Linked DNA regions of Drosophila melanogaster: regions 2 and 3 are each linked to region 1. Evidence: chromatin contacts called from public Hi-C data. All regions are on one chromosome and are shown on one strand. Each heading gives the region's core, a stretch centred on a gene start, on an enhancer-like site or on the middle of the called end of the contact. The rest is flanking DNA. Distances are from core to core; before and after follow the strand shown.

The links. A called contact is a pair of places that touch in the nucleus more often than the background predicts.
Region 2: a Hi-C map of the Kc167 cell line shows a contact between it and region 1, with 3 times the contacts expected there. The contact joins the promoter of CG12535 here to the promoter of Raf in region 1. A contact is called at or near these places in 3 of 107 Hi-C or Micro-C datasets (the Kc167 cell line, the S2 cell line and wing imaginal disc).
Region 3: a contact with region 1 is called in a Hi-C map of the Kc167 cell line, with 2.0 times the contacts expected there. The contact joins the promoter of lncRNA:CR44999 here to the promoter of Raf in region 1. A contact is called at or near these places in 2 of 107 Hi-C or Micro-C datasets (the Kc167 cell line and embryo).

What each region holds. Positions count from the first base shown.
Region 1 is chrX:2,293,382-2,297,371 of dm6, forward strand. It overlaps Raf (Raf oncogene), which reads left to right and starts at 2,085. Exons shown (of 7, transcript NM_001103397.3): 1 at 2,085-2,577; 2 at 2,773-2,972. CG2865 reads right to left here and starts at 30. Exons shown (of 3, transcript NM_001272255.1): 1 at 1-30.
Region 2 is chrX:3,447,226-3,451,215 of dm6, forward strand. It overlaps CG12535, which reads right to left and starts at 1,718. Exons shown (of 4, transcript NM_001297909.1): 1 at 1,670-1,718. lncRNA:CR44999 (long non-coding RNA:CR44999) reads left to right here. Exons shown (of 4, transcript NR_123782.1): 3 at 3,785-3,840.
Region 3 is chrX:3,371,404-3,375,393 of dm6, forward strand. It overlaps lncRNA:CR44999 (long non-coding RNA:CR44999), which reads left to right and starts at 1,756. Exons shown (of 4, transcript NR_123782.1): 1 at 1,756-2,320; 2 at 3,537-3,990. It overlaps Myc (Myc,), which reads left to right and starts at 1,756. Exons shown (of 3, transcript NM_001272275.1): 1 at 1,756-2,320; 2 at 3,541-3,990. The coding sequence starts at 3,603.

The sequences.
Region 1 (3,990 bases), core at 835-3,334:
TCCGCACGGTTCTCGCGTTCGAAACGAAATAAAAACGCAAACGCTAAATGAAAGACGTTCGCTCGCAGCCGCTGCCGCAGTGGCGTCGCTGCCTCTGCCCTCGGTGGCAGAGCGCACAGATGTTTGCGTTCAAACGGAAGTGGCTTAAGAGAGCGCCTAAGAGAGAGAGAGTGAGAGAGCGAATGGCCTACGTGCGTATTTGTACATGCATACACACAGCTGAGGCAAACAAATAATAACACCTAGGCGCTTAAATAAAAGTTTTTAGGCCAATCGTCTCAAGCTAAATGATTTGATTTACTTTATATAGGTGCTCTGTATGAACTAAGTTAATTGACATATTGCATTAACAATCTTTACAGACACAATAATCTTAGTTCCAACTTGCAAATTGCTAACATAATTTTTCCAATATTCCCACATATCTTAAAACTGTAATTACATTTTCAGTGCTATTCTCTCCACCTGCACTGTACATGTGTATGTATATTTGTCGCAAAGATTTTTACTCATTTGTAACGGAAGCAAATCGCTGGTCAGTGGGTGGTGTATTTGTGTTGTCGTGGGTGTTTGAGTGGTTGGGCGCTTCGGTGATGAGCATAATCCGCATAGTTGTTGCTCCTGCCCCTTTATTATGTAAAAATAGTGACTTTGGCTGGATTTGGCTATGCAAAGTACTTGCTAAGGCAATCACCTACACTTGCGGCAACTGCTAATTGAGAAATCCACACGGCGCTGACATGGAATCATTCGAATCCATTGAAATTGCCAAATTAGGCGTGGGGGTAACCCCTTGAACTTATCGGCTCGGCTTAACGGGTTTAACAAAATTAAATACACACATATGCGCATGTATACATATGTTCATGCTTGTAGAGTGGCTCCTATAGTCTGTTTTGCGAATCAGAATCCAAGTAGAATAGTTTTTTAAGTGTTGTCTCAAAGATGTATGCATACATGGATGTATGTATGTATGTGTGCTTATGACTCTGTAGAAGGTCTATAAACTATGTATTTTGAGGTTTTGAAATGCGAGCTCGAATCAACCCCCTTCCCCGTTTCCAGCTCGATTCATCCTCTTCAACAAGTTCATCTCATCATTTACAGTTTTAGCATGATCCGAAAAATAACAACAACAACAACGACAACAACAAAAGCAAGAAAGTGGGCACAAATAATCGTAACAACAACAATTGTGAGGTCAGTTTGGCACTAGTCAGCGTGTGTGATTATGTGCGCACTTATGTCTGCGTGCATGTACATACATACATATGTTTGTGTGCGAGCACAAAGAGACAATGCAAATTTGCACTCAAACAAAGAGAGAGCGAGTGCAAGTGCGAGTGCGAGAGAAAGGGAAGAGTTCATGAGCGTGCGTTGTGAATGGCTGGAGGGGTCGAGTGCTGTGAGTGGGGGGATCTTTGTTTATCATTTTTGTGTACTATTATTAAGGCGCCGCTGACGGTCGATGACGACATACACACACACACACACACACACACGCAAATGCAAACATAGAGTTTGCACGTGTTTGTGCAAAGTGTTTAGCCGCAAGAAGTAAAGTTCTCGTTTTGATTTTGTTTATTCAAAATTGAAATTCCCAGAAACAAAAGCTCCCATGACGATGATGATTCACATGCCAGACGCTGCGGGGAAAAACATCAGGAACTTTATCAGCTAATTGTGTCACAAGAGGACAAATAAGCCAGAAACATTTGCCTGCGCGCGTTTCTTGGTATAGTGCCATCAACTCGATCTCGATCTCAGTAGTTCATCTTTTATAATGCCCACACACACATACATATGTACATATATGAGCATATGTACATATGTACATAAGTCATATGTACATATATGAGCATATGTATGTACATAAGTCATATGTACGTACATACGTTTTTGATTATCTTAAAAAATTGTAATCACACGTACTCCTGCCATTTGACTTAGACCCACTTTCGATATTGACAAATTTTCAATGGTTTTACATTTTTTCCCCACCTCTATTCATAATTTCTGTGTCTCTTGTGTTGCTTAAATGGGCCGTTTTGATTTCTTTCGCGTCTCATTCCAATTCCATCCCTCTTCCATTCCCATTGCCACACGCTTGGCGCTCTTTTGCATTTTCTTAAAGTCGCCCAGATAAGTTCGGAATTACGTAATTAAGCGGCAGCAGCAACAACAAAAACAACATAACCAACAAGCTAACAATTAAGTATTTATTGCTTTCAATTTGCTGCCCGATAACAAAAGAAGCCAAAAAACAAAAAGGAAAAACGAGAGACTGGAAAAAACAAGCAGAACAAAGTAAATAAAAACCGAAACGGACACACATACACACACACACACACCGCTACCTGCGTCGACAGCGGCAGCGAAATCAGCGCCTCGCTTCAATTTTATTCCGTTTGAATTTGAAGATGTTTTTAGTGCACTGCCATTAAGTCCTTAGCACGCGCTTTTATTTCGCTTCGTTTCAATGTGCAGGTAGGAATAACAAAAAGCGGAGGATGGGAGTGACAACGAAATCGAAACTTTGCAACAAAATTGCATTTGAATGAGCAGCGGGGGCGCGCGGTAATTTCAATTATCAATAACATATTTAAATTCCCCATTCTCCTCCCCTTCTATTATCCTCTGTCCCTCCTTCCCCCCTCCACGGACTCCTACACCTTTTTTAGTCGCTCTCTCAACTCTTGATTGCTCTCTCTCTCCCTCTCTCTGTGCGATGGGAACGTTCTCTTTGCCTTTGCATCGGCCACTTCACTTCAGCGGAGAGCACAGTGGGATAAATTGGCAGTTGATGACCCATTGTTGCATTATTGTGTTTTAACCATAAAGCCAACAAATGCTTGGCGTTCAAGCCCTTCATGGAGTAACGCATATCAACGGATTGTCGGGGATTATCCAACGTCTTAAAGTCAAAATCTTACAAATCGCAGTATTTACCTGGCAAACGTGTTAATCCACAGGTAAGTTGGGCTGAAACCACCCTAAGTCAATATCAAGGGTTTTTTTTTAGATCTTTCTAAAGTTTAATTGTACGCATGTCTTAGCTTCGAATTCTTGTCATCCGAAATGCTTTGTTGTCCATTTGTTCTTGTTCTGGCCCACTGTGCCGCGTGTGAATGAACGTATAAAAAGTGAGAGCGTCGCCTGCCCGACTCATAAACGAAAATCAATGACTCCCAATGCGCGTACCCTTCCCTCACCCCCCTGCGGAGCCCAACGCTTTTTGGGAGTGATAAATGCCGCCTCAGCGTCGTCAGCAGATTTCAGCCTGCGCATGTTTGTCGGCCCGCAAACACTCGCAAACACACACACACGCTCTTCCCGTGATGTTTGTTGATTTGGCTGCATTCAAGAAACGACAGTGCTTGGGGCAGTGGGCATTGTTAGACTTTTAGTCGTTTCAACTCTACTTTCAGTGGGTATCATCCGCAACCAAAAGGAGGAAGGATGAACATTGCATGTGTGTACATACATATGTACATACGCAGTACGTAGTACGGATTACGTATTACGTATGGGCAGTTGCCATTTATGCAAGGTGGCTGTTCCTGCACTCGAACACATGTTTGTGTGGTCATTTGTAATTTGGTCAGGCGAGCAACAAGAAAAAAGGATAATGAAAGGATCAAATGTGCGTAGAACGTACATATAAAGGGTGTGATATCACAATTATTTTCGATGACTTCGTTTAATGTTGGAAAAGTAGACGGGAATGCATTACATCGAAGTGAACTATTTAACTTTGGATAGAACTGTTGTTTTTTGTAGGCATTTGCATTTCTCGCCGCTTCTTCTGCTCCTCCTCCTGCTCTTCGCTTTGGCGTTGGCGAGAGAGCGCCTCGTTGGTCTCTTTGTGTGTTTATGCTTTCAACATTGATACGTGCCACTTTTCGGATGCAGACTTGCGAGAAGCAGCGGGGGGGGGGGGGGGGGAAGAGGAAGTGGCAGAAGCTGGTAGACGGGGGCAACGTGTGGGGA
Region 2 (3,990 bases), core at 468-2,967, 1.2 Mb after region 1:
CTGTGTTCTTGGAACACATCAAATGGGACACATTAAGGGGAAACAGGAAAACAGGAATGCTTTGAAGAACCTGCAAAGGACATAAGTTCGTAACAAAAATTATAGTCACCTATTAATAAAGTGAAATATGCGCATAGAAATAGATAACTAAGAAACTATATAATTAACTTAGAAAATATACAATATATTATGATTCTTTCCAATAGTGAGAAATTTGCCTTGTAATATTAATAAATTTCAAGTAATTTTTTTTTCGGTGCAAGGCTAAATTTAAATGCGATTTATGTATGCATTTATTCATTATATGCATTTGCATATATTGTAGTAAGCAAAACGGCCAAAGTTGCTCGTGCAAGTGCAATGGAAAATGCGATTATTGGGTGAAACTACTTGACTGGCGGCAACTCGCAGCTTATCGGCGTAACTGTAAACTGTATTATAACGATGGGCGGTGGGTGGGGGGGAGTGGGGAGTGGAGTGGGCGTGCTCACCAAATGAGAGAAAATGGCGCCAAGCCAAAGCTTCGTAAAAATGAAAGCCACGTGCATGGCTAATTAACAGATGTCCTCTCACTGCAGTCTTATCAACTGCACTGCAAGAAAACAAATCGAATTAGTGACTTAAATAAAATAAATTTCAGTATCTACATATGTACATACGTTCGTTTGTCTAGTTTTCTTTTCTGAGCTGAACTGCAATTTGTAGAAATTTTCGAGTTTTATCACTTTGATTCACATTTGAGCCATCTTGTTTTTTTTTTGCTTATTTTTCGCTTGGCGCCCCTCCATTGCCACGCCCACTGAGCAGCAGCGTTTCCCACATTTGAAATGCTGATGAAGCGACTAAAACAAAGGGAAAAGTGCAAGTAATGAGCGGCCAGTAAGGAGATACCCTAGCGTTATTTTGTTTATGTGTATGTACCATATATACATATATGTACATACACGTTTGCCGTATAAAAGTGGCAATTGCGACGGAAAAAATGTCTGGAAATTGATTAGGAAAATGAATTTATTACATCTCGTTGTTAAGAATGAACAGCAAATTTAAAAACCATTATCGATATCAAAAAATAATTGCTCTAAAACTGAACGAGTTTTGCACCACAAACCAAAATGCCCATTGTGCAAATGAAAATCAATGGGTGGCGAGAAAAACAAACAGAAATTTACGATAACTGCACCTCTTGTGTTGACATTTTACACTGAAGGAAAAACGGTGTGGGGGGGGGGGTGGTGTGGTGCTTGCAGCGTAGCTAATTTGCCAAATGCACAAGGAAAACAACAAATAGGAACCGGGAAAAAACAAAAAAACAAAACAAAAAACGACTGATAGAAGGTGACAAAGTGCAGGGCAAAGTAGAAGGCGAAATAAAATTACGGTGCAAATAGAAAATAGCTGCGCGATTGGGCAAAACCAACAACAACTGAATATAAACAAAGACGCAGACGAGACATAATAATAATAATAATAATAATAATAATAATAATAATAGTACACACTGCTGCGCCTGGACCAAGTCCATCAAAATAATGTGTGATCAAATGTCTGGGTGTCCCGATCATTTATCGAACGGCGAATACGAAAATAATAATAATAACAATTAACAATCGGGACAATTTGAGTGTAAATTCCACGAACTATTGCATTATTGATAACACATACATACATATGTACATTTATATAGTTTTTTTGGGCACGAGTTATGGGAAATTGGTAATTGCAGATATGAAAATCATTTATTTTTGGACACACTGCTTCCGAGCGTGAGATCACGAACTTGTTATCAGGTTTCAGTTTCAGTTTCAGTATACTGCCTTTGGAATGTATCAAATGTGTGTGTGTGCGTGTGTGTGTGTGTGTGTACTCAAGATAATACCAGGACTCAATCGAGCTACCAAAAATAGACTCTTATATTAGTAGTATAAACATTGTATAATTCTATTATGACTCCACTAGATACCATCCAGGTTATGCAACTTTCTCGCTAGATTTGTTATCTTATCTACGAACTATCGTACCCTAGTCCCATACATACATACATATTATTCCCGAATCCGGCGGCTTTAGAATGCTCAATGTTCGGTTGCAGCTAAAGCTATTGTCATATCCCACTTTTCGATCCCGGAACTGATGAACCCCAGACATAATCCCATTAACCATTAACCATTAACCATTAACCATAGCATCATAATCTTTGGCTCGACTGCTGGTGGGCCAAGGGCACAATTGTCGAGTGTGCAAATGATGTACGTATGTATGTACAATGTACAACGAACGACGACTAAAAAGCGTGCAAACATTTGCCTATATTGGCATTTTTATTTAAGAATGACTTTACGACTTATTTTCGCATGTTGCACAGCATGTAAAAAGACGCGCCAGGCATTTAATTTTTTAGAGAGCTTTTTACATACATACATACATGCATACATATGTATGAACAATGTATTTAGATGGAGCCTTCGTGCGCCGCGAAATATTAAATGAAATAAATTTTAACTGCAGTTGACAAAGTTCGGGGACGGATGTTGGACGGGCAATAAAGCGAGCAAAAAAAAAAAAACAAAAAACAAAAAAAAAACGACACAAAAACACAAAAAATAAACCAAAAGCAGTGTGTGCGAAATTTGAAATGAAAATAATTAAATCAGCGAAAAGCATGGGGAGAAATCTGAAATTCGAATGCACGATAATAGACTTCTATATAGTATGAGTAGCTATAGTAGCTATGGCTGAAGTATATGTATGCACATATGTATGTATGTACATACATATGTATGTCTGGTGTGCATTTGTCTGTGTAATTTATGTATGCTACTGATTATGACCGCCCCTACCGGCTAAATTTGCACTTAATGCCATTTGCCTTGTCTCTAAGTCCAATGCGAATGCGAAATTCATATTAATCGCTCTCGGAAATACAAAGTATGAATAATTGTTCGCATTTCGCATGCAATTTGTTGCCTTTCGAATGCTACCCTAATACGGAGTACTAACACTTAGTCCGATCTTAGTACTGCCACAGAATGTACATATGTATGTACAAATGTATGGTATGTATTTACATATGTACGTGGAAGCACCCCTTCAATCAATTCCAAGATCACGAACTTCATCCTTCCATGCCGACCGAGTTCATCTAATTGAGTCAGAATGCGATGCCACAAATGTCGCAAATGAATCAAGAGGATGGGGAAAATGGGGAGGCGATTTGGGCGTCAGACGAGCTAGGGTTTGTTGTCGACGCCACTTTTAATCAAAAATTAACGTAATAAATAATCATAAAGAATGCATAAATGTCAAATTATAAATTTGGACAAGTTTTACGACATCGCACCGATCCGTACCCGTATCTATATCTGTATCTGCATCTTTAGCCGGCTGTAACATAAATATTCGCACAGCCAAATGGGCGTGGCAATCGCGGAACAAAAAATCAATGGATCTCCGGCTGGCTCCATCTTCGCCCTCGCCCCATACCGAATTTTAGGCCGCCGCCGCAATAAAATTTGTCTGGGACTCTCGTCCATCCCTACCCCAACTTTTATTTGTTTCGTTTTTTTTTCTGTTTTTCTGTTTTCTGTTTTTTTTTTGTGAGTATTTCCATGGGCCCATTTCACGTTCACGACCGGGCCAACAGAAACGGAAAATACTTAATATCTAATAACCTAAACCATGGAGAACTTTCTCGTTTGCTGCCTTAATGGCTCCATAAATGCTGGCCATTTTCACATGTTAAACAACTCTCTAATTTCAAAAATAACTATATTTTTATTTGCAGGAGCTAGTGGATTTGTATGAACATCGCAATGATGAATGAATGATGTGAGTGATTGGGTAAGTACCATTTAAAACGTTTAGTTTTATGCATGCATATATTTTCGTGTAAATACGGTCTTAAAACTGAGAAACATTGTAAGATTCCACAGAAAAAAAAGAAAAAAACAATGAACAGAATGAATCCTTAATCTGTGAAAGAATGCCACG
Region 3 (3,990 bases), core at 506-3,005, 1.1 Mb after region 1:
CTGTTTGTATGCTTATGGATACTAAAGCGGAATGTTGGAAGGTGAATTTTATTGGGCTGTTTGTGATTTCCATTGACAGAAGAATTAAACAATTTTTTTTTTTTTTTAATATGTCGCTTGTACAAACAATTAATTAAATGTGCAAATTGCAGAGTAGTTGGGCGAGTGTGCAGCGTGCATTTTTTTTTTGCTGGTTCGCCTCGTTGCGAAATCAAAACAAAGCGTGTGAAAGAGAGGGCAGATGCACGCGCCAAAAGCGCTATGTTGTGCACTAAAAGTTGTGGAAATGAAAATCAAAGCGAAACGTAACAAAATCGACGGGGTGTAGAAAGCGGGAGGAACTTTGCGTCGGAACCACCTGATGATTTAATACTCTCTAAAAGGGGCAAAATTCAAAATGCAGGTCCTTTCAAGTCGATTTTTAAAGGTTGATATATGTGTACATATGTACATATTTGTGCGATAAACATATGTACACATGCACAAATCATTATTTGTATGTAGTACACATACTATGTACATTGTATTTTACAAACAGTTATTAAGAAGTTTGTTGGAATGTGCATACATACATATGTATGTATGTATGTAGAGACGTATGCTTGTGCATGTTATATTCTATTTTTCATTCAAGGTCCCCTTGCTTCCTATCCGCCTTTACCTTATTACCCTTTTCTACTTCTTCCACAACTTCTTCTTTCCAAAGTTGTAATATTTTTGGCTGGTTTCTATTCTTTTCCCTTTCTTTTTACATTTCCTTGGCATCGTTTAATTCGTTAACAAAATGTTTGGCTCTTCTTTTGTTTCTACCATGCGGCCTAACTTTTCTATTATTGTTAAATGAATTCTGCATTGTTTACAAAGTTCACAAGTTCAATCAACTTGACAAAACGGAAAATGAAGTTGCGTGGCAGACAAAGAGGTGACAAAGGCACACACGCACATAAAAAAAAGTACGGTAAATGCATGCATAGATAAAGGAAAGGGCAAGAAGGAAATACGAAAGAAATGTAAGGCGCCAAAGCAAGAGGGAATGAACAACTTCTCGCAACTTCTACGCAAAAAGGAATAGAGCTTAAAATAAATCGATTTAAAAATAGGAAACATTTATGCGGCAATGAAGAATCCCAAATAATGCCACAGAAAAGCAATTGAAACCTGTAGTTTTATGTCGATTAACATTAACATAAATAAATGCGTATATTTATAAATTTAATTTCTATATTTTAATATACATACCGTAAGTAAATTAAGGAAATGAATAAAATTTTGTTTTGATTTCCAGTCAACTACACATTTTCGTATTGCATTTATTTCACAAAAACATTTTGAGCCAGTTCAAGTTAATTGTTTATGTTTTTATTTACGGAGCAATTTGCGATTTGTCTCAATTTTGTTTGCGCTCAATTATTGTAAACACCACTCAAAAATCTCACTCTCTTTCACTCAAAAAAAAAATACCGGCAAACTGATGCTGTTATGTGAACCAGTGTGCGGGAGAGGCAAAGAAACATTGATCATTTTAAATGCATTGCGTACTATTTGAAAACCTTCGAGTATTAACAAATCGTGATGAATCCAAATGTGATCTAAATGTGATCCAAATGTCAAAGAAGATTTTTGTTGAAGCTCCTATTCTCACCACTTAAAGCGAATTCCAGCAAAGAGAGCAGCAGTGAGCATGCGCAGTGAGAGCGCAGAGAGCGCGGCAGTCTGGTACGATAGAAATTTTATTTAAGCCACAGACAACATGAAACGGGCACTATTTCTGTGGCGTCGCGTGTTCAGTTCACCGCGGGTAATTCAGAGAATCGCTTTGTGGATTGGATTTTTGCCTGTTTTCCGCCCGATACAAAAAAAAAAAACCAAACGCTATATAAATAGTTCTGTAGTAAAACCTGAAGCAACACGTTTTAAAATATACAACTACTACTAACAACTGTCACAGCCAAGTTACAAAAGTGCTAAATCCCAGAAATAACCTAAGAGCCGACTTAAAACCGCGCAAATACATAAAAAAAAATCTTCTCCAAAGCAGAAACAAAAACTTGTGAAAAACTAGAATTAAAAAAAGATTTTTTAAAAAAAATCAGCTAGTGCAAAATAAACGGGAAGAATTTTTTTTTGTGTCCCTTTTTTTGGTGTTTTTTCTCCGTCTTTCCCCTTCTTTGACGCAAAAAAAAAAGTGCCCAACTTGCTGGCGGCACGGGAACGGGATAGAAATAGATATAGCCGAAAGCGACTGGAAAGCAAAGGAAGCTAACTAAATTGGATTACAATCAATTAAATAGAGACGGATACGGAAACTATGTTCAGCGAGGTGAGTGCAAAGATATATATATATAATATATATTATTTATCGGAACGCAACGACTTCAAAAATCGCGCCACTACGGGGAATTCAAAATAGAATTTCTGGGAAAGGTGAAATAGCTTAACTTTTAACGGTGCTCTCACACACAATGACAAATCAGTGATCATGGCCGCACAAATCGATACGAAATAACGGATTCTAGGAACTCAGAAGGAATGTTAAGAATCAAGTGCTTACAAGAAATTAAGAACAAAAAGTGAGACAATAGAAAAGTGGAAGTGGACGAATTTTGCAAAACAAAATTCTACAAAGTTCTTTATTGTTTTGTGAAATTCTTCTTAATGCTGGCAAGTATTAAAAACGCTTTGATGGCGTTGAAACGAGTTGGTAATGTTCGAAAATTCCAGAACTCTGGGGCTCCAAAGTAATTAAATAAAATGGTCCCAAAATTTTTACGAAAGTATTAAACTTTTTAAAGGAGAAATAAATCAATTAATTAAAAAAAGAAATAAATTAGCTTGATAAATTAAAAAAGAAATAAATTAGCTTGATAAATTAAAAAAGAAATAAATTAGCTTAATAAATTTAAAAAGATTTAAATAATAATTTAATAAATGTTGATATTCCAATTTTACTATGATTCTGAAATTCAATATATACCGGGTTGCGTTCGATTCTGCGAAAGACATGTACTGTTAGTTTTTGCTCGTACTTGTTTACCGGAATGCAACGGATTCTACGAAAAGGGAAAAGCACAGTAAGCTTTGCAGGTCTGCGTTTATCGGTAAAAGGACCGTTTATTTTTCAGTAACTGGAATTGGGTATTTGATATTTGGTTTTCCTTTTATGCCCTTGTTTATTTCATTAGTATATGTATTTTTTTTTTTTTTTTGCTATTGTCAAGAGCGCCAAGATTGACGATTTCGGGTTCAAATGGTTAATAGTGTATAAATGAAGCTATAAGCTAAATTTGCTTTTGATAACATTTGCTGAACCCTCGACATCGCCTGACGTCATTATAGGTGAAATCTGGCACAGTAGAACGTGACTTAATACAATAATAATATTAGGAGTTTAGTTACTCTTACATTATAGTTGAAATGTTGCAAAAATCCTTATGTTGAAGAAGTTTTCAAAAAGTGTGTTGCCGACATATTTATTTAATTAAGTTCAAATATAGAATCATACCTACAACGATTTCCGCCTTATCTATATTTTTCAGACAGGCATATAACTCAGGAACTTAAGATATATAGAAAGAAAAAAAAACCCAGACAACATAATCGCAATGGCCCTTTACCGCTCTGATCCGTATTCCATAATGGACGACCAACTTTTTTCAAATATTTCAATATTCGATATGGATAATGATCTGTACGATATGGACAAACTCCTTTCGTCGTCCACCATTCAGAGTGATCTCGAGAAGATCGAGGACATGGAAAGTGTATTTCAAGACTATGACTTAGAGGAGGATATGAAGCCAGAGATCCGCAACATCGACTGCATGTGGCCGGCGATGTCCAGCTGTTTGACCAGCGGTAACGGTAATGGAATAGAGAGCGGAAACAGTGCAGCCTCGTCGTACAGCGAAACCGGTGCCGTATCCCTGGCGATGGTTTCCGGCTCTACGAATCTCTACAGCGCGTATCAACGATCGCAGACGACAGATAACA